Regions from separate parts of the Mus musculus genome. Here all the other regions are linked to region 3. The links are chromatin contacts, called in public HiChIP or PLAC-seq maps. All regions are on one chromosome and are shown on one strand. The core of a region is the stretch at or near the end of the contact, and the rest is flanking DNA. Distances in the headings are between cores, read along the strand shown.

Evidence for each region. HiChIP or PLAC-seq counts read pairs in DNA pulled down with a chosen protein or histone mark.
Region 1: a contact with region 3 is called in an HNF4G HiChIP or PLAC-seq map of pancreatic cancer cells. The contact joins two enhancer-like sites. A contact is called at or near these places in 2 of 115 datasets of contacts at active chromatin or transcription factors (forebrain and pancreatic cancer cells) and 1 of 9 other capture datasets (embryonic stem cells).
Region 2: a contact with region 3 is called in an HNF4G HiChIP or PLAC-seq map of pancreatic cancer cells. The contact joins two enhancer-like sites. A contact is called at or near these places in 7 of 39 promoter capture datasets (embryonic stem cells, hematopoietic stem and progenitor cells, pre-B cells and 2 more), 11 of 15 datasets of contacts at CTCF or cohesin (CD8 T cells, the G1E-ER4 cell line, the NIH/3T3 cell line and 5 more), 70 of 484 Hi-C or Micro-C datasets (B cells, CD4 T cells, CD8 T cells and 23 more), 42 of 115 datasets of contacts at active chromatin or transcription factors (the 230-238 cell line, CD8 T cells, the HPC-7 cell line and 32 more) and 2 of 9 other capture datasets (bone marrow-derived macrophages and embryonic stem cells).

The regions. Positions count from the first base shown.
Region 1 is chr8:126,007,820-126,010,621 of GRCm38.p6, reverse strand. The region is part of intron 1 of Kcnk1 (potassium channel, subfamily K, member 1); the gene reads right to left. Among named protein-coding and RNA genes, the nearest start is that of Kcnk1, 14 kb to the right of the region's middle. Within about 2 kb of position 1,496, at least 23 of the 459 cell types and tissues checked have an H3K27ac peak or open chromatin away from gene starts, as enhancers often do. A contact at or near this core is called in pancreatic cancer cells, where this site is marked.
Region 2 is chr8:126,883,419-126,886,118 of GRCm38.p6, reverse strand. The region is part of intron 1 of Gm31718 (a long non-coding RNA gene); the gene reads left to right. Among named protein-coding and RNA genes, the nearest start is that of Gm31718, 24 kb to the left of the region's middle. Within about 2 kb of position 1,293, at least 153 of the 459 cell types and tissues checked have an H3K27ac peak or open chromatin away from gene starts, as enhancers often do. A contact at or near this core is called in CD8 T cells, the HL-1 cell line, SST interneurons and 18 more, where this site is marked.
Region 3 is chr8:126,496,327-126,499,026 of GRCm38.p6, reverse strand. It overlaps Gm51605 (a long non-coding RNA gene), which reads left to right. Exons shown (of 2, transcript XR_003947621.1): 1 at 1-1,739. Among named protein-coding and RNA genes, the nearest start is that of Gm51605, 3.0 kb to the left of the region's middle. Within about 2 kb of position 1,261, at least 354 of the 459 cell types and tissues checked have an H3K27ac peak or open chromatin away from gene starts, as enhancers often do. A contact at or near this core is called in CD8 T cells, the HL-1 cell line, SST interneurons and 18 more, where this site is marked.

The DNA.
Region 1 (2,802 bases), core at 247-2,746, 490 kb after region 3:
AAGCTGAGGCAGGAGAATGATTACCAGTTCAAGGCCAGCTTGGGATACACGGCCAAACCTTGTTGTGCACTCCCAATCCCCCAAACCCAAACAAGTCTGGTGGATCTCACTTTGCAATTCAAACACTTCTGCCTGGTCATGAAGTGTGGACGTATGTGCCTGTTGCACATGTCAGATCAGTAAGACACTCAGTTCTTGGGTTCACACCTTTCAAAGAAAGTAACAAGAAGGAAAAGGAGACTTTGCAGGTCTGATCCTGTGTGTGGGCTGGAGAGATGGCTCAGCAGTTAGGAGCACTGAATGCTCTTCCAGAGGTCCTGAGTTCGATTCCCAGAAACCACATGGTGGCTCACAACCACCTGTAATGGGATCTGATGCCCTCTTCTGGTGTGCCTGAAGACAGTTACAGTGTACTCATACAAAATAAATAAATAAATAAATAAATAAATCTTTTTTTTTTTTTTAAAAAAAATCACATCCTTTGAAGATGCTGGCTGATCATTAATGTGAAAGTTACTGATGGGAACTTGGCACAAAGTCTGCATGGATTCCACACCACTTCTGTGAAACTGGGACTTGAACCCATGACATCCTGTGTCCTGAGAAACAGTGAGACTAGCCAGACGTTAGAGAAAAGCTAGTCGCTTTTCTGAGTCTAGAACCCTAAGAAATTACCTTGAACAGCTACATAATACCAAGAGCTGTATTTAGAATACCCAGTTTCAGGGTGGCTCAGTCGGTAAAGTGCCTGTCACCTAAGCATGGGAACCTGAGTTCAATCCCCAGCACCCACAAAAATCTACAGTAACAAAGCAGGAATGTTACATAGGTCTCTACTCCCAGCACAGGAGATTGAGACAGTGGGACCCCTGAAGCTCCTCTAAATAAAATGTTGAGTCCCATGTCAGTGAGAGATCCTGAATCAAAAAAACACAGAGTGGAATGATTGAGGAAGACAGCAAACATCGACCTCTGGCCTCCACTAGCACATGTAAATTAAATATATGTGCATGCACACTCACACAAACACACACACACACACACAAACATATATATAAACACAAACACACACACACATATAAACACAAACACATATAAACACACAACACACACAAACACACATACACAAACACACATATAAACACAAACACACATAAACACATACACACACATATGCACACAACACACACACACATACACACACAAACACACATACACAAACACACATATAAACACAAACACACATAAACACACACACACCAGATATCCTGACCACCCGGCAAGAACAAGTATATACACAGCCCAGATACACACAGAGTACCATGTCTTTATGGGACAGGAACATCAGGGCTCACCTAAGAGCTGAATTGTCACTGGTTTTTGTTGTGGTCTCAGTGTGTTGTCACAGTTTTACTGGGACAATTAGGAGCATAGCAATTGGATGACTACCCACTTGGACCCACACCAACTGTGTGGACATATACCATCTGTGACTCATCCCGGAACATATATTAGTCTACACCCTTGAGAGCTTGCCCATCACCCCAGAGCTGGATCCATGAGAATCTGGGATAGTGAGTCCACCATCCCCAAGGCCTGCACAGAATACCCAAAGTATGAGTCTTGCCTAGCCTTGGGGATGGTGGTAAGAACACAGAACAAGGTGCTCCTCCATTTTGTAACCCTGAATCGTGCACAGTCCCAAAGGAGGTGTACATCTGTCTCGTCATCAGCAAACAGGGAGGCTGCATTCCATCCTTTGTTCTATCAGTAATGACCTCAGAGGCATGGCTCTGAAGCAATTCCCATACCTGTGATTTCCTGGGGCTGGTGTGTGTGTGTGTGTGTGTGTGTGTGTGTGTGCATTGTATTGCATGCTGTATGTGGAGGTCTGAGAACAACTTTTTCAGGGTGGGATTTGTGAGACCCCCCATGTCTTTACATAGCCCTGGCTGTACTGGACCTCACAATAGAAACCAGGCTGGCCTTGAACTCAGAGGGACAGAGAACAACTTTGTAACCATCCTGGCAGGAGTGAAGATACTCTAAAGAGACACTGTGCCCTCCCTTTGCCTATCAGACCATTGAAACAATGAACTTCAAGAAATGGAGGTTCCCCAGGAATCTCAAGAGGAAAAGGCTACAGCATGGGGCCAGCTTGATCGAGGGCTAACCTCCCAAGAAGGCCTATCTCACAGTTCTGACCGCCTGTCAGACACCTAGAAGATCAGACTGGAGCCTGATAACAATGGTCAGTGATGGATGAGACCATACCTTGACCAGATCTTCACTGAATCCTCTTGTTCTCTATTTAAGTCTAAACCTCCTGTCAGGGCCCTGGAGAGGGACTTGGAGGTCACTGGTCCTAAGTGTCCTTTCTTGTGTGCTTTCACTACTTCCGGTCCTTTTAAGCGGCCCACTGATGTCAGGTGGCCAAGCCTGGCTCATTGGGGACCTGCCAAGGCCACGACTGTGACCCTAAAATAACCCACTGAGTGTAATGTTCTGTTTACATTCGCCAGGATTCTCCTAGGGAAGCTCTATGCACAGTTTGGCTCCTCCTATCCCACCTCTCTGACCTCTCACATGCAGGGCCTGTGATCAGTGTCTCTTCTGTCTCTTCAGTCTCCTCAGAGCAAGGCCCTTAGTTCAGTGTGGCAGAAGCCAGCTTTGCCTGATTTAGCTTCCCCTGTCCTCGATAGCGTGTAGGCCAGGCCATGCATCAGATAACAACAATGACTCCTGCTGCTCGTTTGTCAAGGCCCAGCCCTGCACCTGCACCTGGCTGCTATTGCCGTTGGC
Region 2 (2,700 bases), core at 44-2,543, 390 kb before region 3:
CAACACTTGCTTCTGGTTCTGACACTCAAGCAGGTAGTCGTCAGCTTCTGTATAATGAATGATGTCCTCTTGGCTGCTGTCACAAAGAGACATAAGACAGCAGTTTGTTCTCTCGCGGTTCTGGAGGGCAGAAGTTTGACGGCACTTTCGTTTGGCTGTGTCCACGGAACTGCATTCCCTCCAAGGATCCAGGGAAGGACCCACTTTGATCCCTTCCAGCTGGGGGTGGGTGGGGTGGGGTGTTGTCTGCCATTGATTAGTTTGTGGCCTCAGCTCCTCAACCACCACTTCCCTTAGGCTCCTGTGTTTGAACGCTTGGTTGCCTACAGATGGCGCTGTTTGGGAGGTGTGGAAACTTCAGAAGGTAGAGCAGCTCAGCTGGAGGGAGTGGCTTGGTGAGAGTGGGAGTGGTGGTGGACTTTAAGTTTTAAGAGCTACCCTCTTCTGGTTTATGTATGAGGTGTCTTCGTCTGCCCATGCTCCCATGCTTGGTCAGCAGAGACCTTCTTGCTCGAAGCTCTGGAGGCTGGAAGGCTGAGGTCAACGTTTCTGTGAGGTTCCTTTCTCCAGAGGCTTTTCGCTGTGGTGCTTTCTGACTGCGCGTGGGATGTGACTATCCACCTCACGATTGTGCCGCCACAGTGGCAAGCCACCTTTGCCTCCTGCTCTCCTTCCCCTCTGTGGTGGATTGTATCCTCTCGACTGTGAGCCAGAATAAACCTTTCCTCACCGAAGCTGCTTTCAACAGGTATTCTGTTGCTTTCAACAGGTATTCTGTCACAGCAACTAAGGAAGTAATTGATACACTTGGCCTCTGTCTTTTTGTTTGTTTGTTTTGTTTTTGTTTTGTTTTGTTTTGTTTTTTTTTTGTTTTTGTTTTTCCGAGACAGGGTTTCTCTGTGTAGTCCTGGCTGTCCTGGAACTCACTCTGTAGACCAGGCTGGCCTCAAACACAGAAATTCGCCTGTCTCTGTCTCCCAAGTGCTGGGATTAAAGGCGTGTGTCACCACTGCCCGGCCTCTGTCTTTTAAGTACACAAGTCATTGTATATGGGGGCTTTTGCCCTTCTCAGTTGTGAGGCACCTGGGATAACTGTTCTATCTCACAGTCCTTATTCGTATTTGCAAAGACCCATTTCCTTAGAAAACAAAACCAACCAACCAACCAAACAAACAAACAAAACCCCCACCAGATTCCTCACATTTACAGGCCTCAGGGACCTTTGCCAGCCTACTGCAACCCTATTTAGACTCTGAGGTCCTGGCTGGCAAAGGGCCTAGTCTTCTCTGCTCTCATTAAAGGGCATCCTGGGGTAAGCTCTGCCACAGTCTGATGTGCAGGGACAGTCCCCACTTCCCTCTAGGGAGCATGGATTTCTCCACAGACACATTCCTCAGAAGAGCCTCCCCTCAAACTCTGACCCCCAAGTGGCTGGCACCTTCCATTCTACAAGGGAAGGGGAGGGTGCGTGGCGGCTCCAGACTCTACCCTGCTGCAAGGGATGTGGCATGCTCTGTCCAGTCTGTCACCTTTACTATGGGGATATTGGTGGTGATGATGCCCAGATTTGTAACCTGGGCTGTGCAAACACCAGGGAACACAGAGAGGGACCACCAGGAGGCTGTGATCAGCCACAACTCACCCCCTCACAAGCCTGCCCCCCCAACCCCCCAAGTTTCCAGGCTTGCGTTTGTGCTCCTTGAGCTATGCCGTTTGTTCTCCCTCGTGGCTGACCTCATTCTGTTTTCTTTGCCAGTGGTTGAATGACGCAGGCACTGCCATGTGACCATGAGATGCTAATGACAAGCAAGGCAGACACAGACATCCTTCTTGGGGCTTGCAGCTCATGAGGTGTGCTGAACCAGAACTCTCCTGCTCTGTGACTTAGCAGTCTGTGATTTGATAAGGAGGCCCTGCGTGTATGAGTGCCGCCGAGACGGACAAGCTGGCTTGGGAACAAAACACACTTATGTTTTAAAACTCGGTCCAGCTTTTTGGGGAGCGGGGGGGTGGGGGTGGTTAGAGGGAGGAACAGATTTGTTTGGGAGGCCCTGGAATGTTCAGATAATAAATCCCTTTATCTCTTCCTCCACCTTAGCAATGGAAATGAGCAGCCTGTCTCTGGGAGGCTAAAGGAAGGATTTTTTTTTTTTTTTTTTTAAAGCACCAGCCTTGGGCTAAATCCCTAAACCAGTGTACAGGGCTGGATATGGTAACCTTCATTCCCAGAGTTCCACGGGGGAAACTGCATCTTCTAGAAGAGGAGCTAAGAAGCGTCAAGGGTGTGCAAAATGGCAGTCATCAAAGGCTGAGCTCGCTCAAGGGTCTTACAGAGTGTCTGGGTTACTACTTTCTTTTTTTGAGGTGTTTCTATCACTCCAAGCCTTCCATCAATGACTGAACACAAATTTCAAGTCTTCTCCTAGTCTGTTACCTTTTGTATGTGTGGGTGCACATGCACGTGTGCAGGTAAGATGCATGGGTGCAGAGGATGACCTCAGGTGTTATATCACAGGCGCCAGTCGTCTTTTTGTTCTGAGGCAGGGTCTCTCACTGGCCTGGAAATCATCTAGCAGGTTAGGCTAGTGAGCTTCTCTGGGTCAGGCTGATCTCTACCTCCCTAGCACAGTAGTCATCACCACACTCAGCTTTTTTTAAAATGTGACTTCTGGGAATTGATCTCAGATCCTCATCCTTGAG
Region 3 (2,700 bases), core at 12-2,511:
AGACAAGGACTCAGGTAGATAGATCCCTTGGCCTCACTGGCCAGTCAGTCTAGTCTGCTTGGTGAGGTCAGATCAAAGAGTCTCAAAAAAATAATACAGATAGTATGAAGAAAGGACACCTGGGATTGCCTTCTGGCCTTTCACACACATGTATACACATACAAGCAACACATACACACAGGCACCCATAGGCATATGTGCACACATACACTCACACAAAAGGTTCAAAGCCAACTGCCAAGCATTGCCCCGAGTATGGAGCATGAAACTGCTTATATAACATATGGGAGAGAGAGAGAGCCTGGTGCGGGGCAGGTGCCAAGGTAAATATCCGATCCAGCTGCTCTCTATCCACTCCAGTTTCTGATGGGTCAAAAGCACAGCCGGTAATAAACACAATGTTGCCTCTGTCTTCGCTTCCTTTCACTCCTGGGGTCCTGCTTCAGACAGAAGGAAGCAACAGCAAATATCAGAGAACCCTATTGAAAGTGTCACTCATCCATTGAAACGTCCTTTCTATTCAAGAATGTGATGATTAATTATTCATTGCTTTTGGAGTTGAAAGCAAGGACAGGGCTCTCTGCCTAAAAGCCAGAGCTTGACAACAGTAGATTTTCAACGGCCAGATTTTGGTCATGGACTGGTTCCTATGGGATGGACCCCAAGTCTCAGATGTGCAGGGCCGAGAGGCATGCAAACTTCAAATGGAGCGATTGCTCCGTGCCCTCCGTGCCTGCGATGGATCTCTGGGAGTTAATTCCCTGCATGGGTGGCCCGAGTCCTTTGGCCTCCAGCCCCATGGCTCATTCCGCCACTCTGGGCAAGCAGTAACCGCCCACCCCAGTGCAAGTCTTTCTTTCACGGCTCATGGCATGAACAACTCATTAATTCTCCAGGGCCGAGGTTGGGGATTACGTCAGTCTTACACCCCACTGTAAGTGGTCTAAATGCCAGGGTAGCCGTGTTTGCAGGGCTGCATTCGTGCCAGGGGTGCAGATCTATCAATACATAGTTCTGAAATATGCTTCTCTTCCATCGGGTGTGCTTCTCCTGGGCAGCAGATTTCAAAATGGAAGCTCAGTGCCTAGCCAGAACGCAGGCTCGGGAGCGCCTGGAGGACTCTTCGGGCCTCTTCAGGGTAGGTGAGATCTTGCTTGCTATGTCCCCAGGAGGAACAGGAGGCAGAGCTAAGCCAGGCGGTGTGGAGTTTCACACATGTCCCCAAAGACGAGCTTCCTGTGGTGTAGACACGGGACTGCTGCGGGAGGAGGGGGAGTGTCGGGCAAAGGAGGCACAGTGACACATTTCCTGAGGCCCTGGGCTGTGAGCCTGCACAGCGGGGACAGAGTGCCATCTGGTGGTCACTGGCTAGCATTGCAGGTACCATCCGGGCCTTTTTCTCATTAATGGAGAACTCAGAGGGAACTCATTTGGGCTTTTTAAAGATCTGTTTCAAAACACCAACGGAAGACAAGGAGGTCAGATGTGCCCGCTCCTACTCATCATTATACCTCCGGATACTCACTGCCTCACATCCTTCTTGAACCAGACAACGACTTCAATGGCTTCAAGGCCAGTTTTGTTTAGTTTTTAGAGACAGGGTCTCAAACTTGCTATGTGTTCAAGAAAGACCTTGAGGTTTTGGTTCTCCTGTTTCCACCTCCTGAGTGCTTGAATTATAGAGGCACATCATCACACCATCGTGCTGGGGATCAAACCCAGGACTTCACGGCTGATAGGTAAGCATTCCAGCAACTCAGCTGCACCCCAGCCCCAGGGCCAGCACTTGACACGAGCTTACAGCTCTGAGAAGTCTGCCTTGCCTTACACCCTCCCAGACCATGTTCTCCCTGTCACGACTCCACTAACACTTGAGCACAGGAGTCCCTGTCTCACCCCTGCCTGAAACATATGTACATTCTTCTCTAGTCTGCTGAACCCCACACTTTTCAAACTCCACCTGTGGACATGTTGACACCCTCAGAACACCAGCCTCATGGGTGTTCATGCTGATAGACCAGATCACAGACCATATCAAGAGCCTCTGATACCTGGAGGAGGCCTGACATGTGACCAAGTAGCTGTGAAGATGGCTCTGGCTTCGGTAGTCGTGTCCCACACGATGAGTGATTCAGTTAACATTTTCTTTGTTCTGGGGCTAGAAGTCTGAGGTTAAGGCCTTCTTAGAGTTGGTGTCTTTGGAGGCCTCCCAAGGGCACGGTACAACCGTTATCTCTCCGTGTCCTCAGTGGTCTTTACTCTATGACTGCCTGTACCCTAATCTACTTCTTATAAGGACATCAATCATGTTGAAATAGGACGTATCCTCCTGACTGCTTTTTATCTTAGTCATCTCTTTGAAGGCCTTGTCCCCAAATGCATCCATCTTCTGAGGAAATGATCTTCTGGGGATTAAGACTTGAGCATTGTGTTGCCTCTGCCCCTGGTTACCCAGTAGACTCGATGGGGGGATCCTATTGCTGAAGACATCACACACATAGGCTACTGGAAATAGAGAAATCAAGTTAGTAGGGACCAGGAAGCTTCAACCCTGTGGCCAGCTCTCAGTACTGAAAGGCAGTCAGGGCTAACATGTCACCAATTATCTTTTCAAGCTGAGAGCCCTGTGAATAGCAGTAATTGTTATGCTATTGTTTCCAGTTGGACTTGGGGCCAACTCCACAGGAGGAGACAGATGTC